Regions from separate parts of the Hordeum vulgare genome. Here regions 1 and 3 are each linked to region 2. A link is a contact called in public Hi-C data. All regions are on one chromosome and are shown on one strand. The core of a region is the stretch at or near the end of the contact, and the rest is flanking DNA. Distances in the headings are between cores, read along the strand shown. Region 1 holds the start of LOC123444415 (ras-related protein Rab7). Region 2 holds the start of LOC123444414 (coiled-coil domain-containing protein 25-like). Region 3 holds the start of LOC123444416 (proline-rich receptor-like protein kinase PERK2).

Region 1 (2,742 bases), core at 206-2,705, 260 kb before region 2:
TCAAACCGGAGCCGCATGAGATGTCGCCCGCTAGGGCGGCGCACGCGCAGCGACAACATCGTCATCAACGAGCGTGGTGCCTCCTCCCGCCTCGTCAAGCCGAAGACAGAGCCGACGCTCCTCCCCGTCAAGCAGGAGCACCTGGACGTGGCCGCCGCCGACAAGACCGCCCTCATATGGGCACGGGACGACTACGTACGGGAGGGGATGGAGCGTCAGCGCCGTGCCCTTGAGGAGATCGCCGCTCGGCGCCGCAGTCGTGAGGAGGACGGCGTCGTCATTCTCGGCGACAGTGACGAGGAGGTGCCTGGGCCTTCCAACCCCGTTCGCCACGGCGACTGAGGGAAGGGGTGTAGCAAGGACGGCGGCGGAGCGCAGGACGACGACGGCGGTGACTACACCAACTTCTACAAGCTTCTCGGCATGTAGAAGGCGACCACGACGACGTTCAATTTCTTTTTAGATTATGTTTTTATTTCAATTTTATACAAATATCAATGAAAACTATGAATTCCTTTAAATTTAAGTCGTTTTTGATCGAATTTAGGCCGAGTTTTTTTTAAACCGATTGGGAGGCGATCTTTGGTGAGTAGACTGGGAACCCAAACCTACACGGCCGTTTTTTCACCAGCACGGTCCGAGACAGCGCTATTTCACATGGGAATTGTTTTCCACCCGCCCGCCGGCACCCATGCAACATTTTTCTCACCCACGCGCTTCGCTGGTCAGTGGATGCAACATTTTTCATCTAAATACGTTGCAACCAGCGTCGTATTTGCTGCAAATATTTTTATTTACTATTTTTTGTCCCAGTAAAAAAAACTGCATATACGTTTGGTTGCAATTCCAGTTCATCGATTTTTTTGTTACATCGATGTTTTTTACTTTTGCTACAACCATGTTAATTTTTGCTACAACCGGCATCATGTTTTGCTGCAACCGTTCACTAAAAAAGTTGCATACACGTCACGTAAATATTTGCTACAACCGGCGTTTGACTTTTGCTACCACGCACCATCAGCTTCGTTTTTTTTGCTACGATCACGTAGATATTTTTTTTGCTATAATTTTTGTTTTTTGTTGCAACCGTTGAAAAAATTGCTGCATCACATCAAAATTATACTGCATAAGGAGAAAAATGTTGCATGCGGATCCAACGGTACGGACGACGCGGGGTTGGTGGATCCTGCGGCCTCGTGTGCGGCCAGCCGAAAATTTGGGCCGGCGCGCCGGCGCAGATCAGTGCCCAATCCGTGGGGCGGAACGGAGGGAGATGCTCTAAGCTTGCTCGATCTCCTTGACAGCCGGCGGTGGTTGCATTTGCACCGATCATCGGACTCCAAACTAGTACTCCTACTACCAAACTAGTAGGAAGGAGTATTTTTTTTTTTTTTTTTTTGAAAAGCAAACTAGTAGGAAGGAGTACTTCCTGGAAAGCTTCCAGTCAAACGGGAGCAGATGCTACGCGTCCCATCCCTGTGGTCTGTCCTGTTGCCCAACGCACACGCACCCTTGTTCCCCGCCTGCTCAGGGACGGCAAAGGCCGCAAACGCGATTACGCAAGCTTAGGTTTCGTCTCCTCCCTCCTCCGTCCCCACCTCGTGCTCCCCTCCTACCTCCGGCGCGCGACGAGCGCGAGCAAGACCCCTCGGCACATAGATCCCCATGGCCTCGCGACGCCGCACGCTCCTCAAGGTCATCATCCTCGGCGACAGCGGGTTGGTGGATTCGGATCTCTCTTCCTCCTCTTCGGCTTTTGCCTCTTCCAGTGTTCCCTCTGCTGACTGACCGACTCTTTCTGCCGATTCGCCGCGATCCAGGGTCGGGAAGACGTCCTTGATGAACCAGTATCCTGCAATTCGACTCGCCGTGGACTGATCGCCTCTGATTACTTTGCTTGCCCCCCGTTTTTTGTCGAGGTCGTGTAGGATTGGATTTTGCTTTGTTTGTGTTTTTTCCTGAGCTTTGATGCAATTCAGATATGTGAACAAGAAGTTCAGTAACCAGTACAAGGCCACCATCGGCGCGGATTTCCTCACCAAGGAGGTGCAATACGAGGACAGGCTCTTCACTCTGCAGGTGCTGTACCCGCTTTTAGCAATTCAGCCCATGTGGTCCTGTACCGATGCTTGGAGCAAGTTATTGTTTTTGGACAACGTGCTATTGCAGTTGCTGCTAGTATCTTTGAGTTTTGCTTTGAAGAAGTGCCCCACTTACTCTTACCTGGGGGTAAATTGAAATGAAAATACACTGCTAATGTGTTTAGTCATTGCACAATTTTGAGAAGTTAGCACTGCGCTGATAGAAATCACCATTGCTAATCTTTAAAAACCATGTAGCAGAAAAGTGAATTCACTTCGATTAGTCACTGCTATTTTCAGCCATGAAAGAAAACGTATTTGTTAATGTAGAGTCGCTTATGATGGTTAAAAAGGCGTCAGTGTTGTCAGTACAGTAAAACAGTACCTAACACTGCAAATTATCCATCCAACTATCAAGTTGGTACTCTAATTTTGTATCTTGCCATCGGAATCATAAAGCATTTTCTGTAATTGGCATTACCTAGTTACCAGTAAACATAGTTTGCATCTGTTAATTTTTAACCGTAAGCATGCAGTATTACCATAGACCCTCTTCCCTTTGACTCTTAGCACTGTAAATTTGAGTTTGTATTTCTTATGTTGGGAGCTGTGGTGTCTCTACTTTATCACAGAAGGAAGAGCTATAGAACGGAAAATTAAA
Region 2 (2,981 bases), core at 264-2,763:
TGGACGTACGGTAGTACCACCTATCGGAACCACGTCAAAAATCGTCGTGTTAACCTTTGCGTTTGATCTTCCTATCTTACCCTATACATTACATTTGCATGTCTTTACTTTCCGCTGCTACACTTTTAGATATGCATGTGTAGGGTGAACTTGACTAGCCATAATTGCTAAAACTGGCACATAACTAAAACTGAGAAAAGACTAAGTTTTTATCTTGTTAAATAGTCTAATCACCCTCCTCTGTACATACTTCGGATCCTACTGAGTGATCCATCACACTCAAACTTTAATTTTATTTTACCATGTATGGACAATTGAAGAATAATTTATTTTGCTTTATCGCTTTTGGTAAACTGTTGAATTAGAATGAATTTATGTTTTATGATCGACGTACACGCATTGTATGGATTTGAAGATTCACATTGAAAATACGTGGCTGGTAGCACAACATACAAGGGACTGTCCGACTCCCTTTCCGGGCATGTCCGGGTGTAAGGGGTGAGATTTGTGGGTGTAAATGCTCTATAATTGCATCTGCGCATCTAAAGAGTAGGTTTCTTACGGAGAGGAGCGATCTCTCGGATCAAGGTGAATTGACTCTAAAAAAAATTAGAAGCGTTCATATAATAATCATACATCGTCTAATTATTTAAAAGGATAATGCATAATAACTCACACAATTATTAAATGATTGTTACGCGTTTTAATCCTTTTTTATCTTAAAAATACATATAAACGAAACCGCGTTTACTAATCATGACGGAGGGAATAATACTTCTCCTCCCATCCTTTATCGAGAAAGAACAAGAATAACGTGGGCGAAGGCAGGCACACACTCCCCTGGATCTGCCTCGGTTGGAAGTCCGGTCCTTGCTTTCCATCCTCCACTCAATCCCCACGGCCATGCCGCGCCCGGTCCCCGGCACCCCGACGCACGGAACGAACCAACAAAGACGGAGCGTTGGGAAGAAAAGCGGCCCGTCTCTCTTGGTTCGGCCGGAATCGAGCCATCGAAACAGACGTCGTTCTCGCAAAAGATACGGCGCTTTTACGACGCCACCAATAGCAATAGGCAGTTGCGGTTAAGAACAATCTTTTAAGCGGGGAGCTCCGGTAGGAGGAGTATATCCACTGCGACTGCTGCCAGGTCAGGCACAGATCAGAGGCAGGATTCATCGGAAAGAAAACGAAGGAAACCGGCGAGGGATCAGATAGATTACCAGTTTTACAAGGCTCCCGCTGACTCGTAATTGGTTAAGGAAAAAAAAAGGTTAACCAATTACGTACTGTACTATTATGTTGTGTTAATTATAAAGAGGGGCAGAGTGGGAGGGAGGAGCAAAAGCTGCGAGGATAAGGCCCCGCCCGGGCCCCACGCCCTCCCCGGTCGCATTTGTTTAATCGAATCCACCGTGTTTCCACGTGGCAGCCCCACCCAACCGCCTTGGGGTAGAGACGACCTTTGAGATTTTAGCCCCGGCCGTCCCCTTTTTATACCCGCCCATGCCGCTTCATTGCCTGGTTCGTCGCTCTGTCGTCTCCCTCCCTTCACCCCCTCCTGCGTCTATCTATTCTGCCTCTTCTCTGTTCTCTCTCGGCCTCTGCCTCTTCTTCTCTCTCGGCCTCTGCCTCTTCTTGATTTGCGGTAAAATTAGCCTGCACGCGGTCAACTGGATATACAGTTGGTGAGCCGAGCTGCCACGAGGAAGGCGCTGAGAGAGAGGAGAGAAGAGAAACAGTGCTGGCAATGGTGTTCTACTTCAAGGCGCGGCCGGACGCCGGCGATTACACCATCTACATGGGCGCAGACAAGAACGAGAACGAGGAGCTCATCAAGTACGGCCTCCCCGAGGACGTCTGGTACGAGCATTTGCCCCAACTCTACGTCTCTACCTTGGACTCTCTCTCCCTCCCACCGGCCACCATCCCTCTCTCTTCTACTCTACTACTAGAACATAAGCTCTCGTTAAGTTTGGGGTCTCGATCGATGGATATACTCAGTCATGGGAGTTCCTCTGTGTATAAACATGCACGTGCAGCATAATGGTTAATCCCTAGCTAACCATCAATAGTTTAGTAGTACTACACCATCAATAGTTTAGTAGTACTACTACATTTAAACTCATGCGCGGTGAGCCAGTGAAATTCCAGAGAGAGAGAGAGAGAGGACGGCCGGCCAGCCGGCCAGAACGAGAGAGAGATCAGAGTAGCAGAGGGAGCGCGCGGATTGACTCGTGACGAGGCCATGACGAGGCTGGTGAGGAGGACACCCCAACTACCAAACTGCGTAGTAAACGTAGATACGACCCGAGCTACGGAACACAAACGTACGAGCAGCTCCAAGCATCTGCGTCACTGTAGATGAACGTAAACTGCGTGACTGTCGTCCCCCAGTCTGCCATCTGCACCACGCAACGCGAGCGCAGCTAGGGCCAAAACACACCCTGTATATATCTATCGTCTAGAGGACCTCGCCCTCTGCTCGCGATCGAGTGCTTATTTTACTGGTTTGCTTATATTGCTGAAAAATAAGCAACACCCTCGAGAGCTCAGTGGATATCGTGCTGTAGTACAACCTAGTAACCCGTTTATTAAGCACAAAGCAAGTATGATTGTATGAAATAATTGATCATGTGGAGCACCACCTGCACTGCAGGTTCCATGTGGACAAGGTGTCGTCGGCGCACGTCTACCTGAGGCTCAAGAAAGGCGAGTCCATAGACGCCATCAGCGAAGGCCTCCTGGAGGATTGTGCGCAGCTCGTAAAAGCGCATTCCATTCAAGGTACGTATACATGGAAGAAACTCATTGTTTATAGCTACTGATTACTGAGTAATGTGTTAGCAAGGTTTTCTTACTGCCAAAATGTTAAGTTCCCTCGTAAACATGCTGCCCCACAAAACATTGGTACATGCTCAACTGTGTTTGGCATCTGATCTGAGCACGGGCCGAAGAATTTAGCTCGTGCTGTGACTGTGACC
Region 3 (3,000 bases), core at 460-2,959, 420 kb before region 2:
TGGAATCCCGGGTATCAAAGAGGGCCCTAGTGGTCTTGCAGTTTTATACTCCTTCCGTCTCAAAATTCTTGTCTTAATTTTATCTAAAAATGGATGTATCTAAATACTAAAACGTGACTAGATACATTCATATCTAGACAAATCTAAGACAAGAATTTTGGGACGGAGGGAGTAGAAAGCTTAATAGGACATCAATTCTGCGCGGTCCCAAACTACATTTCATCCAAAAGTCAGTTGTCATGACGAATTCAATCTGCAGGAGGGCTGCTTAATTATTTGTCGCCACAATGTCAACGCCATCTACACGCTGCAGCTCGTCATCACCCTGGTGTAGCTCGTCACCACCCTATATGCTCCAGCAAGAGAACGACCACCGCCTTCATCGACCATCACCTCCAGTGCTCCACCATCGCCTCCACCTCTGTTGGTTCAATCATCATCCAACCCAACAAGTACAGCACTGCCCCATAGGGTGCCGCCGTGCTCACTCCTATCCTTTCGAAAACAACAGCCACGTTCCCACTTTCGGCAACACCTTGCCACAACAATGGTTCCTCATACCTTCAGACAGTGCCACCTTAATCTAACAAAGATGAAAAAAAAATGTGCCACCTTGAGGGGATACCTGGGTTCTTTTCCTTGTCACCGCACCCAATTTATATTGATTAAAACAACGGTATCATGGATATGAAAAAACCGAAATTGCTTTGCGTATAACGTTTTATATGTCCGACCTGCATAGTGCATACAGTACGTGTTTTGTTGTTAAGTAGTGATCTGATCCCATGGTCGTCGTTGACCAGTGTCGGACAAGCATATAGCTCCTTGATACGAAGATGAAATGAAAATTTAATCGAAATTCTACGTACGAAGTTGTCGTTTCCACCTTTTCATCGCATCTCAAGTGTTACTAAACCTGATTTTCATCAATGTTGGAAGTAGCCCGCGTGAAACGGTCAAATGCTATTTTAGGATTAATCTTGTTTTTTCTGAAACTTCACTAATCTCTACTTTAGCACAAGTAACTTGATAGGAGCAAGCTTGTTTATACGACACAATGAATTTCAGGGGTCTCCTGACAGCCCATTTAGAAGGGCGACGAACCAGCAGTTAATAACAATCATTCACAGGTCATACTACAGTATTAAAATGATGGTGGTGCTGAACCATCTCTGCCTCTCTTTCCTCTCACGGAGCAGCGCTGAACATTCGATTGGAAATTTGGAATAGAGCAGGCACACGCCTCAACGGAACAATCTACACAAGTTTCCGCCGCCACTGCTCCACAGAGAAGTATGAGCCAGCGGCAGCAGCAGACGCAACTTGGTTTGTACAACCCTATCAATTCGCTGGCACTACACGCAATGAGCCGTCCGGCAACCGAAGTTGGTGGTGAGGATGCTGAGCCAGCTGCTGGTCGCTTCTTCTCTGCCTGTATCCATCTGACCAGCTGGTCCACCCGCCAGGCATGATTAGCACGACGCTAATGCTAACACAGATGATCGATCATGCCCATTGACTTTGGCCCGGTCAATCTTATCTAACAAACCCCGGACAGTGGACACTAGAATAAGTAAGAAAATAGAAAAGAGACGACCCCATTCTTTTACAGGAACCCAACCCACAATCGGTCCGTAGCATGATGTGTTTTTGTAGGTGAAGAATCCGTATGATATGTTGCTGTCGACTGAACCCAGCAAGCAAAAGCGCAGAGATGAATTGTAAGCGCGGCAAAACTAAGCAAGCAAAACCACCTAATGGCTAACTGCATCCAGCTCATAGGTGGACGTGCATGAACTCGTACCACGCTAGTCTTCGTCTCGTCTCGTCTCTTGCCCACCGTCGGTATATTATTAGTCGTAAAGTCGTAGCCGTGGAGATCGATAGTTCAACGTCAGCCTCTTGCGCCACGCCGCAGCTAGCCACCGTCACCATGTCCAGCCCACCACCTCCGGACGCCGCCGGCTCGCCGCCGGTGACTCCGGTCCCGCCCACTCCGGTGACCCCAACTCCGCCGGTGGCGATTCCGCCTGCTCCGGTGAACCCGGTCCCTCCTGTGGCACTTCCTCCGCAGAGCCCGCCCCCTCCTCCTCCTCCGGACGCGGTTCCGCCTGCTCCGGTTCAGGCCGATCCTCCCACCGTCGTAAACCCTCCGGTGGTGCCCCCGCCGGTGAACTCACCTCCACCGCCTGCACCAAGACCAAGGCCGCCGACGCCAAACCCAACGCCGGTGACACCGTCCCCGCCTCCGCCAAGGCCCACGCCCACGCCGACGCCAAACCCGACGCCGGTAACGCCGTCCCCGCCTCCGCCAAGGCCAACTCCGACGCCAACGCCAACTCCTCGCAGGCCGCCGCCGTCATCTTCGCCAGCGCCGCCTGACGCCACGCCGCCGCCTCCTGGAGGCGTTCCATCGTCGCCGCCGCTCCCGATCGACGCACCAGCCGCAGCAGCGCCTCCGCCGTCGCCTCTTACGTTTTATCCGCCTCCTCCGCCGCAGTTAGCGGACGCGCCGTCGGCATCGGCCAAGCCCCCGTCAGGCAGCGGCACCGCGCTGGGCGTGGGTGTGGCTGTCGGGGCGGTGGTCTTCCTCGGCCTCGCGGCCGCGCTGATCTTCTTCTTCGTGTCCAAGCGGCGCCGTCGCCGTAGGGTACCGCCGCCGGGGACCCCAGGTGCGTATACGTACCGTATTGTAGATATTGCATACATGAAGTAGCCCAAGTGAAACGGGAAGATAGTATAATTGAAATGATGGTGGTGAACCATCTCCTTCCTCGCACCGAACAGCAAGAACATTGTTGATCCGGCTTTTGCAAATTGCAATCGGAGGTCGGCCTGGAACCCGATTTTTGAAATTTTCGAAAGAAAAAAAACACAAACGTTCATTTGCTGCATTTATTAAAAAGTTTCATTTTTGTGTGTGTGCAGCTCATTTAAAAAACGTATTTCATCCCCGCAAAAAAAATTCTATTCATCGTGTTATTTTTACAAACATACACT

The links. A called contact is a pair of places that touch in the nucleus more often than the background predicts.
Region 1: a contact with region 2 is called in a Hi-C map of seedling, with 3 times the contacts expected there. The contact joins the promoter of LOC123444415 here to the promoter of LOC123444414 in region 2. A contact is called at or near these places in 3 of 6 Hi-C or Micro-C datasets (leaf and seedling) and 1 of 1 datasets of contacts at active chromatin or transcription factors (embryo).
Region 3: a Hi-C map of leaf shows a contact between it and region 2, with 6 times the contacts expected there. The contact joins the promoter of LOC123444416 here to the promoter of LOC123444414 in region 2. A contact is called at or near these places in 3 of 6 Hi-C or Micro-C datasets (leaf and seedling) and 1 of 1 datasets of contacts at active chromatin or transcription factors (embryo).

Annotation. Positions count from the first base shown.
Region 1 is chr3H:487,365,997-487,368,738 of MorexV3_pseudomolecules_assembly, reverse strand. LOC123444415 (ras-related protein Rab7) reads left to right here and starts at 1,455. Exons shown (of 7, transcript XM_045121115.1): 1 at 1,455-1,718; 2 at 1,821-1,847; 3 at 1,980-2,079. The coding sequence starts at 1,666.
Region 2 is chr3H:487,107,799-487,110,779 of MorexV3_pseudomolecules_assembly, reverse strand. LOC123444414 (coiled-coil domain-containing protein 25-like) reads left to right here and starts at 1,513. Exons shown (of 6, transcript XM_045121114.1): 1 at 1,513-1,860; 2 at 2,657-2,784. The coding sequence starts at 1,748.
Region 3 is chr3H:487,528,577-487,531,576 of MorexV3_pseudomolecules_assembly, reverse strand. It overlaps LOC123444416 (proline-rich receptor-like protein kinase PERK2), which reads left to right and starts at 1,709. Exons shown (of 8, transcript XM_045121116.1): 1 at 1,709-2,672. The coding sequence starts at 1,793.